2 separate regions of the Mus musculus genome follow, and region 2 is linked to region 1. Evidence: chromatin contacts called from public HiChIP or PLAC-seq data. All regions are on one chromosome and are shown on one strand. Each heading gives the region's core, a stretch centred on a gene start, on an enhancer-like site or on the middle of the called end of the contact. The rest is flanking DNA. Distances are from core to core; before and after follow the strand shown. Region 1 overlaps Tgfbr2 (transforming growth factor, beta receptor II). Region 2 has its middle 32 kb from the start of D730003K21Rik.

Region 1 (5,604 bases), core at 2,932-5,431:
GCTGGAGCCCTTGTGGAGGCTGAGTTACAAATGCTTGTGAGATTCTAGGTAAGAGTTCTGGGAACTGAACTCCAGTCTCTGCAAGAAAACCATGCACTCTTAACTTCTGGGCAATCTTTCCAGCCCCAAGGCCTCTGGACTTTTTGAGGCTACACAGATGATTCTGATGTGCAATGTTGATTAAGATTTCTAAGCTACAATTAATGGGGGTGGGGTGGGAGGAAGTCCAGGACAAATGCAAATCAAGGGGCTGAGTGTGTGACTCTGCTGGTAGCATGCTCAAGTTCTGGTTCCCCTCAGCACCACATAAATGCAACAAAGTGAGGCATGCTTAGCATCCCAGCACCCTGTAGGTAGAGGCAGGAGGATCACAAGTTCCCAATGGTCACTTGGTTACACAGGGAGATCAAGGCCAGCACAGGCTACCTGAGAGCCTGTTTCAATCTCAAACTGGTGCAGTGCTGATGGAAAACTTCCCAATGACCCTGGGAAGAGCTCCCCTGTGAGGAAAGCCCCCAAAGATGGCATCTGCTCCTGTGCGGCTCCTTTCCCGGGGTGGCCAGTTCTTGTCTAGCAAAAGCTTAGATGTGAGAGAACAGAGACACAATGACAGGGTAGCCACAAAAGCAGAGGAGACTGATGACAGCAGCGGCTACAGAAGCCACCCAACAGAGGTGTTGACAGGGGTAAGTGCCTAGGGCTGGTGCTGGGCAAACAGGCCTAACAGGAAAGAAACAGATGGGGCCAGCAAAATAGAGAGAGAAAAGGAAGGAAAGGAAGAAAGAAGGAAGGGAGGGGGGGAGGGCAATGGGAAGGGGAGGGGGAGGAGGGGAGGGGGAGGGAAACTAAGAGAGCAACTCACAAAGCTCTTGATGCTCCCTGCCACAACCTGAGCTGACCAGAGCAGCATGACACAGATCACCTTGCCTGCTGCCCTCCTAGGAGGTCTGAGAAAGTCTCTTCATTGATCTTTGAGAGAAAGGGGAACAGCACCCCACACCTCACATTTGGAAGCGTGGGCATTTGGAAGGGCAGTAGATAAGGGGAATGTAGACTTCTCAGCGCCAGCTGGGGGCACGCTTTGCCTTTTTGTTTATTTCATTTTTCCACCATTACAGCAAAGCAGAAGGTACCACAGTTAAGGTTCAGTCGGGATATTTTCTTCCCTCCTCTTCCTTTTCTACCTCCTTGGATTCCTCTATGAAAACCTTACACAAGGCATGATCAATACAATTCACCCTGACCTGGGAACCCCTGACAGAGGTTAGCTGACCGAGATCACTGCCCACTAACAATCCCATCAGCTCCCGGAAGCCTATAAACCTTCAACCTTTTCCCTTTAGACCAATATTCTCTTCCCTGTATGTGACAGCCACCCCCTGGCCTTTTGTGAAACTGTTTGGCAAGACAGTCACTTTCAGACTATAGCAATATTGGTCATCTGTGTTGGCCTCATGTCATTCTGTTAAAAGCTTTACGAATTCACTCTGGAACAGGGAGCAGAGAAACACCAGCTTTTGTTCAGTTCATGCTTTCAGGAGGGTCACAAATGCCCCAGCAGCCTCAAAGCAACAGGTGAAATCCCAAGCCTCCCTCCCTCAAGAATTCCCAAAGACCTCGTGAGGTCATGAGGACAGGTGGAGGGAGGCAGTCGTGCTGCATATGCCTGTCCCAATCCCTAGGGAGAATCGGTGCCAGCCAAGCCCTTACGCACACAGCAGTGATTCTTATGTTTAATCTGTGATGCTTCAGAGGCCAAAGGGATGGCACCGCAAGGATGTGCATCTAGATCAACAGCTAGGGACAAAGATACAATTCTAAACAAACCCAAGAACTCTCTCCTAGCCGGAGGGGTGAGCTAGTCAGTGCATCACTTGCCTTGCAAGCAGGAGATCCTGACTTCAGTCCCCAGACTGTAGGCTTAAACCAGGAGTTTCCACTTCACCAGCCCTTATGTAAAGACACAAAACAACTCCAACACCACCAAGACAACCTAACTGACTCTTCAACAACCTCAACCCAAAATTCAAAACGCTTTTCAGTTTGATAGCTTTGTTACACACCGTGTGTTTGCTTAAACAGTCTGCTATGAAGGCAACACATTTTAATTGCTACAGATCCTCCATTAGCGGCTGGCCATCCTTTGGGAATTTTATACCAGTAGCAGGCAAATTAATTATTCGAAGTGTTCTCTGAAAAGAAGTTCCAGTAATAGGAGGCTCTCTCACCTAGAAAGTCTCATGCTGTCCTATGAAAGGGACAGCTGTCAGAGCATGTGACAGACTCATGAGACATAACACATTTCACTTCTCTTCCACAAGCCCTTGAGTAATAGCAAAACCTTCACCCCGGCACAAAGGTTACTGCATCGTTCTCTCCCATTGCCCCAAACTCACTGCCGAAGGCTCTGAGCTCTCACTGGGAAGGGAGGTGTTAATTTCTAGACAAGCACTGTTGTCTAAGGATTGTGGGGGTAAGAAGGGCTCAGATTTTTAAATTGGGATTAGGACTTCTTGGCCCATGTCTTTGAAACAGTGTTTACTGGTGGCTGGAAGGTTAGGGGAAAATTCATCAAGAATGCTTAACATTCTGCCAGCAGTGTCTTCATGTAACATTGAACTGTGTTCTCCTGATTATTGATTATTCTCGTGTATGTGAGGTGGGGGCACAGCATGCCCTAGCATGGACACGGGATAACTTTGTAGAGTTGGTTTTCTCTTCCAGCTTTACTTGGGTCTCAGGGATCCAACTAGGTTCTTCAGGACTGTGCAAAGAGGACTTATATCTGATGAGCGATTCACCAGCCCTACTCATATACCTCTGAATTCATGCACCCCTTTAGTACGGTCCAGGTTTGTGGAGAACCTGAGAACTCATTGACTCCACACATGACTGTGATGCCTGGCTTGGTGCTGTATATTTAAGAGTGCCATTGCTATTGCTGCAGTCGAAGGCAAAGCATCTTGAAGAATAACCCACAGCAAGTAGTGAACAGAACTCACTATGCCTTGAAGCTGAGCTTGTCAAGTGTGAATACACACTCAAATCCCTCAGGGGAAATATTGAATCTGCAGGTGTAGCTCGTGCACAAGCTCACAGAGCTGTGGGGGCTGGTGTGTTAGACATTCATAGAGCAGACTAGAAGTATGGAAACCAGACAGGAACTCATGATGAAGTTTCTGGTCAGAGTTCTTCCCCAGGAAACTCCACTGCTCACTTTTGTAGTGTACAACAGAGTCACATGATCGATGGTAACCTCCTTTGGTCAAAAACAATTAACTACAGCTGCCAATTGTATATGCAGAATAGCTTCATGGCAGTGCCAGGACTAAGGTTTCATTAAAAAGCTAAATGTGGGATAGAGAGACTATAGCTCAGAACGGATTTTAATCCTCAGCCCCCATGACAAAAAAGAAAGAAAGAAAGACAAAAGAAAGAGAGAGAGAGAGAGAGAGAGAGAGAGAGAGAGAGAGAGAGAGAGAAAGAAAGAAAGAAAGAAAGAAAGAAAGAAAGAAAGAAAGAAAGAAAGAAAGAAAGAAAGAGAAAGGAAGGAAGGAAGGAAGGAAGGAAGGAAGGAAGGAAGGAAGGAAGGAAGGAGGAAGGAAGGCAGGCAGGAGGGAGCTGGGCATGGCAGTGCAATTGGAAGTTGGACACAGGCATATTCTTGGAGTCTGCTGGCCAGTTAGCCTAGCTGACTTATTTGGCAAGCTCCAACTAATGAAGGCCCCTGTTCTAAATAATATACATTTTTTAAAGGTAAATATTTGTCACCTGAGGAATGACACCTGATGTTGCCCTCTGGTTTACACACACACACACACACACACACACACACACACACACACACACACTTTACACCTAGCTCTGTACACTCAACCCATCCATCCGCCTAGCAAGTCTGAAGTTATTCTTATCTGAGGTAGAGGGTCACTGCACGCAGCAGGGAGACCCGCCATTTCCCCTTTTCTCTGTGGGTTTTAGAGCTGGCAAAATGGAAGGCTGTTTTCCTTGCTCTTCACAGCATGTCTCCTCCTACAGCTCTTTCCATCTGCTTTCTCTTAGACTTGGCCTCTTAAGTGATCGCAGGCCCAGAGGCCAGCTCGCCATCTGGGCCCACGCTGAAAGACTCGATCTCGGAATGGGTTTTAATTGCAGCTGGCATTTCAGAGTCAGACACCCAAGCCACCATCTGGCAGACAGCGATGTGGTTTGCCATGCCGGCAGCTAACACCCACGGCTCAGGAGACCAGGTGGGACCAGCCCACTGGCCTGTCACATGGCCTCCCCCCCAGAACAAAGAAGCAAGTCTGTGGGAATCAAAAGTTCCCACTCCTACGCAATATGGAAGACAATTACTGCAAGCCATCCAACAGATGCAAAAATGCTTCCTAACTAAGTTTCAGGGTTAAAAAAAAAAAGTCTTGACTCCACTTCCTTGTGTCATTAAAGTATTTTGCCATGGAAGAGTGAAGTGAGTGTCTCCAGGAGGCAATGTCTTATGGTCCCTGGGCATCGGTGCTAGACAGCACCTTACTGTGAAATCACAGAGGCTGAAGGAAGGTGACAGGGGTCACTGTACTTTATTAAATGGGCTGTGGAGATAGTAGTGTTTGGTCAACAAAGTGTTTGCCTTGCAAGGCATGAGGACCCAAGTTCAATCCCAAAGCCCACGTCAAAAGTCAGAAGTGGCACACTCTTGTAATCCCAGTGCTAGGAGGTAGAGACAGGAGGATGCCTGGGACTTGCTGGCAGTTGGCATAGCCTACTCGGTGATCTCCAGGTCTGTGAGAAACACTGTCTAGAAAAAGACAGGTGACATTCTCCCAGAATGTGATCTGGGGTCATTCTCCACTACCAACATATACACACAAGCACACATCCATATTCAAGGCACTTCATTAGCACTTTATTAAAACCTGTCAAGGACGACCAATTTCATGCTCTGAAATCTACTTGCAATGCCTTGTGCTTCCTGCTCGGTAACTACAACAATCTCAACAATCAGTGAAAGATCAGGGTCACTAGAAATGCCTGGCCCACGGGGCTCTTCTTCCTCTTCCCTGTTGCTGAGAAAAGAAAAAGATCTGGTGGCAGTTTCTGTCCTTGTCATCGAGACTGAAGACTTAAAGACAGAGCCCCTGAACCGCACGATGACAGAGACAAACACAGACAACAGTGGGCTCTGGCCTCCCTGGCTTGCTCTGACGAAGATCATTCAAGCCTGGCATGGTATGAACCTCACTTGCAATCCCAAAACCCGATAGGCTGAGGCAGGAGGATTGAAGACAGCCTGAGCTACATTGTAAGACCCCAGTTCAAAAATGTTTTTTTGAAAGGAAAGAGAAGCCGGGCAGTGGTGGTGCATGCCTTTAATCCCAGCACTTGGGAGGCAGAGGCAGGTAGATTTCTGAGTTCCAGGCCAGCCTGGTCTACAGAGTGAGTTCCAAGACAGCCAGGGCTACACAGAGAAACCCTGTCTCGAAAAACAAAAACCCAACCAACCAACCAACCAAACAAACAAACAAACACAAAAAAAAGGAAAGAGAAAGAGAAAAAGAGGGGTACAGAGGGAAGGAAATGGAAGAAGGGGAGCTGGAGGGGAGA
Region 2 (5,569 bases), core at 424-2,923, 160 kb after region 1:
TAAGAAACCACAGGCTCGCCTTCTTCAGGGGCAAGGGTATAACATCCATGGCTGCCATTTTGGCATAAAAATACCTCTTCCTGCATTAGAAATCTCTCATGGAGGCACGGACTTCATTTCCAGTAGAACAAGCACCAGCGAACGATGGTTTCGCACAAGCAGCCAGGCAGAAATCTGTGTTCCTGTAGTTGGCTCTGGAGAAGTTTTCAAGCTGGCTATCTCATGAACACCTTGGAGCAGACTGGTCACATGACCCAAATCCCAAAAGTCGTTGGATGGAGGTCTGTGGAGAGACTCTCAAATGCACCACAGTGGCAGAACTGGTGGTGTTTGTAAGGGAAGAAATCCAGAGCGTGAGTCTCTTATGGGTGTGTGCTCTATGCGGACACTACCTAGGAATGCTACTCCATCCTCCGGCCTGTGGCTGCGCTTGTTAGACGGAATCAGGGAGGGGTGGGAAAGGAGGAGACAAAAAATAAGATAGGAGAGAGAGAGTGAGAAGAGTGGCGGAGAAAATGAGAATGAAGATCAGACAGGAGAGCGAAAGAGTGAGAGGGAGAGCGAGAGAGAGAGAGAGAGAGAGAGAGAGAGAGAGAGAGAGCAAGCTAGCTAGCTTTTGTTCTTAAATTGAAGGCACCTCACCCAGCCAGGGGCCTCTTGAGAAACAAGAACTTTCTTGAAGAGCAGTTAGCACCAGCAGGAAGGAAAAGTTCCACCAGGGAGCTGCTTGGAGGGAAGGGGGGCTGGGCGGGGGCCAACTGAGCCACTTGCCTTCCTTTTAGATGAATATCACCTCTGCTTTCACTCCTAAGGCTTCCTGGAATGCCTGCGAATGTTTTTCCAGTCTTCGAAGGATCACCCATGCCTGAATCTTCCTAGCTCCTGTCTGCTGGCCGAAGTTGCCATCCATTTATCCTGGAATGACTTTTTTAAGGGTGAAAAATTGAAGGATTGCAGGATGATGGCTCCCTGCTGGCCAACTGGTCTGACTAAGCGTTCTGGCCTATTTGTAGAGTATCTGTGCTCAGCTTCAAGAATATATTCATGCTCTAGTCTGGTGAAAAATAGTCCTACCCCAGGAAGCTTTGAAGGATAGGATGTAAGCTTTGGGGATACATTTTAGGTGCCATCCAGGAGGTATCATGGTGGAGAAAGGCAGGCCAGTTTAGAAGGAGCCCTGGGTTTGAACCTCAACTTGATACACTGAGACGCACTTGCAGAGGGATCCAAACTGAAGGCTTTTCTAGTGATGTGTTTGCTCTCCCTGAAACCCACTCTCCTCTGTGTGTGTGTGTGTGTGTGTGTGTGAGTCAGAGGCCTCTATGCCTTCCTTAATCATTCTCTACCTTTTCTTTTTTTTAATGTTTATGTTTAGCCAGCTTATGTGTCTGTACAGCACATGAGTTTCTGGTACCCTCGAAGGCCAGAAGAAGGTTTCGGATCCTCTAGAACCGAAGTTATGGATGGCTGTGAGCCATCTTGGGTGGGTGCTAAAAACTAAACCCAGGTGCTCTGTAAGAGCAGTAAGTACTTTAAGCCATGAGACATCCTTCCATCTGCCCCATTTAATGTTTTGAGACCGGATCTCTCAATGGGACCTCAGGCCTGCTGCTGGTTCAGCTAGGCTGGCTGGGCCCCATTCCCCCGGAAGTCTCCTCTCTCTGCTTCCCCAGTGCTGAGATCACACACCAGCACTTGTGTGCCAGGCCTTTTATGTGGCTGCTCCAGATCTGAGTGGGTCCTCAATGCTTGAGTGGCAATAACCTTACCTTCTGAGCAATCTCTATAACCCAGTTCCTATACAGATGGATAGAACTGAGCAAGATCCAGTTGTATCAGGAGGGGTAGAGAAATGATAGGGTTGCCCATGATAACGACCTGAGACTCATGGAAAAGCTGACATCACCAAGTCTCCTGGAATGTAACTTCCTTCTGGTCTCTCTCTCTCTCTCTCCTTCTCTCTCACTTGATAGGTGGTGTGGGGGACAAAGGAAACAAGCAGAAAGACGACAGCCGAAGCTTTTCTCACTCTTCCTAGCCTGAGGTGACACACGATGGAGACAAAGATTGTTTGTAAGCCAGAACATGCGATGGCTCTAAGGTCCCATAGGAAGGAGAAGCACCACTGTTGACTGCTGTGCAGCTTCTGGTTTCACTGCAGAATTGTAGACTGTGCACACAGCGGAGGCATCTAAGGAGGCAGGGAGGAGGGCTCAAGTCTAAGGTGTTAGGCAGAGCTTTTTAGCAGGCTGGGATGCTGATGAGGTAGAATTTTAATATCAGGGCATTTCAAAGGAGGGTGCTCTGCAAATATGCAGTTCAGAGGCTAGATAGCTGTGTCTCAGGAGGAGGGCAAAAATCCGAAACAGGGCAGGCCTCAACAGAACAGAAACTTGAATCCTGCCCGTTCCAGAGTGCATTAAGGTGGCCTGCTCCTAACCTCTTCCTCTCCAGGAAAGGATGCAATCTCTAAAGACAGTGCAGTCACTCCGGCTGGGTCTTACTTGGCTGAGTTCCTAACATTGGCGCTGAAGAAAGATTGACATATTTTGAGACTGACACTGCAGGTCAAACTCTTTCATGCTCATTGATAGAAAAGCCTTTGACAATCCCTTTTCCAATAACACCCAACAATGATCTGAAAGCACCACATGCAAGTGGGCGAGATTTCAGAAACGTCAGGTGGTTCATCGTTAAGAACACTAATCAACAAGGCCGGGTGTGGTGGCGCACACCTTTAATCACAGTACTCGGGAGGCAGAGGCAGGCGGATTTCTGAGTTTGAGGCCAACCTGGTCTACAAAGTGAGTTCCAGGACAGCCAGGGCTATACAGAGAAACCCTGTCTCGAAAAAAACAAAAACAAAAAAGTATTTTTAAAAATCAAGAAGAAATTGTAATTATCTTCATAAATGCAGATGTTTGATAAAGTCAAAATATTCACAGTTTGAAGAACATTTTAACCTATTTCAGTAAAAAATTACCTCTCTAGATTAAAAAAAAAGAATTAATAGAAAATATCAACAAAAGGTTTTCTTACCTGAAATATTAACAGCACCTCTGTTAAGGTTAAATTGAAGCATTGCCCTTATAGATCTTAGAAACATATAGTATAATAAGTCATATTAAATATATAGTTAATGGATGTGTTGGTTATAATCACAGGGTATAAGTCCCTATGAAAATATAACTGATATTCAGGTAGGTGTGAAAATAATAAAACAATGAAGAATGCAAGAATAGAAATGAAGAACAGGCTAAAACAGCCCTGCCAAGGAAGGAAGAGGCCAGTGAACTCGTGCTTGTGAAAATGAAGAACTTACCCACCAAAGAATGCAATTCACAATAACGATGGCAGGGACCATACAGCCACATGTTTGGCATGACACTGAACTCACAAAGGCATCAACTTAAAATTGACTGAAGACTTCAACATAAGATCTCAGATCACAGAAGAGACTGGGGAAAGCTTCTCTAGTCTTGTTCTGGCTGTAATATCTAAAGCTCAGAATGTAACAACAAACAGCCACAACTCTGTCACATTCACGACATGGAGCGAACCAACGACACAGAGGAAAGAGTTGCAGGCCAGATGTCAGGAAGGTCACTATTGCAGGTGCAAGAAATGCCTATCTCTCAATAGAAAGAAAAACTCAGCTTAAAAATGGCTAAAGATACAAGTACGCATTTCTCCAAAGGAGACCTGAAAATTCCCCAGATTTTAATATTGCCACCAGACTGAATTTTTTAAACACTAAAGAAGACTAAACACAGACGCCTGTTGATTAGACTAGCCGGTGAACTCTGCCCTGACCATGAACTTGGATGGGGTTTGCACAGGAGCCCTGGGTTACAGAGTTGGGGCCTCAGGATCTGTGTGTCTCATAGCTATCTGTATGAAGTGGCTCTTCCCGCTCACCCACAGATGACTCAAGGTTCTTGGAACAGGCCGTGTCGATGGACTCAGACTGACTTAAACAGCTGCTGCCTAAGAGATGTCTCCTCTCCTTCCCTCCTCTCATGGCCACCGTTGTCCATCAGAACCCAGCCGGGATGTCAGTCCTGTCACACTGCCTTGACTCTCATACTCTCATGGAGGAAAAGTCATATTCACTGTTTCTTTGCCTCTTCTTGTTTTGTGAGCTCCTTAAAATCAGTTGGAATAGAATTAAGGTTGTTCGTCTGATGCAGAGGAAGCCAGTCCCTACAGAAGCACATGAAAAGTAAGAGGAAGCAGTCTAAGATATATCTTGTATTAAGATTTTAGGACCAGGAAATGCCTCTCTGGGAATCCCATCATCTCAACAGGTACAGGGAGAGCAAGGGTGTCTTTTTGGCTCATGCATAGTTTTTGGCCCGTGGCTTTGGAGGTTGATCAGATATGTCATGTCATACTGACCCTTTGTCCAGGATACTATAGTGATAATGGCATTTACACGTGCACGCGCGCGCGCGCGCGCACACACACACACACACACACACCCAGAGTCCCAAGCACACCAGGTTCATTCTCACCAGCAGGAAATATCTGTTTCTTTCATGTCAAACGCTTCCTCCCCAGCTTTCCACTTGATTGTGTCTTCTTCCTTCTCTCTTTAGATTCAATGCCACCTTGTCCCAAAGACCTTCCAATATCATGCCCAAGGAAACTTTGCTCTGGATTCTCCATTGCTCCAGTCTATATGATGCTTCCGGCATACATGACCTGAAGGTATACTGCAAGTTTCATGATTCAATTCCTGATCCTTGAGGGGATAACCACCTAGTGAAAGAGGGTGATTCTTAAAAAAAAAAAAAAAAAAGCAAAAACAAAAACCCCTCAGCTTACCCCGCTGGTCCAGGCTGTAATAGTTAACACTGACTGTCGCCTTGCCAGCATCTGGAACCATCTAGGAGACAAACAGCAGTGCATATCTGTAAAGATTTTCTGGATTGAGCGAGTCAGTGTGGAAACAACCATCTGAAATGTGGGCGTCTCCATGGGGTGGGGGTCCAGGGCTGAATGAAAGAGGTGAGAGTAAACTGTGTTCGCTCCTCTGAGCTTTCTGACTGTGGACGCACTCTGACGAGCTGCCTCATGCTCCTGCCGCCGTGCCTTCCCCACAGTGATGGACTATGAACTATGGGGTGAAGTCAACCCTTCTCAAAATTGCTTTTGTCATTTCCCCCCATCCCCACAGGAACAAAGAAAGTGACTAATACATCAGCATGGTTGACGAAGTAGATTAATTGGAGAAAGAAAACACATGGATTAACAATCCTGGTGACAGGGTTCGAACAGAGCAATGTCCTTAGTTTTAAGGGTGGCTGTGTTAGGCTCTAGGACTGTTATAACTGAGCACTCCAGGTGGGAAGTTCAGCCAATAACAAGCTCATTCTATAAAAGTTCAAGACTCTGAAGCCTTAAATCCAAGGCTGGGGTCAGGCTGGTTTTCTAAGTCCTTTCCTCCTGGTTTACAAATGGCCGTCACATGGCCCTCTTTCTGTGCACACATTCCTCCTGTCTCTTCTGATAAAGTCACGAACACTTAGGAGCACAGCTGCTCTTTATGATCACATTCCACCCAGCC

What was found. HiChIP or PLAC-seq counts read pairs in DNA pulled down with a chosen protein or histone mark.
Region 2: a BATF HiChIP or PLAC-seq map of CD8 T cells shows a contact between it and region 1, with 10 read pairs. The contact joins two enhancer-like sites. A contact is called at or near these places in 1 of 15 datasets of contacts at CTCF or cohesin (CD8 T cells), 1 of 484 Hi-C or Micro-C datasets (effector CD8 T cells) and 2 of 115 datasets of contacts at active chromatin or transcription factors (CD8 T cells and regulatory T cell precursor).

The regions. Positions count from the first base shown.
Region 1 is chr9:116,134,705-116,140,308 of GRCm38.p6, forward strand. All of the region lies in intron 2 of Tgfbr2 (transforming growth factor, beta receptor II), which reads right to left. Among named protein-coding and RNA genes, the nearest start is that of Gm31292, 7.9 kb to the right of the region's middle. Within about 2 kb of position 4,182, at least 90 of the 459 cell types and tissues checked have an H3K27ac peak or open chromatin away from gene starts, as enhancers often do. A contact at or near this core is called in CD8 T cells, where this site is marked.
Region 2 is chr9:116,292,583-116,298,151 of GRCm38.p6, forward strand. No RefSeq gene overlaps it. Among named protein-coding and RNA genes, the nearest start is that of D730003K21Rik, 32 kb to the right of the region's middle. Within about 2 kb of position 1,674, at least 48 of the 459 cell types and tissues checked have an H3K27ac peak or open chromatin away from gene starts, as enhancers often do. A contact at or near this core is called in CD8 T cells, where this site is marked.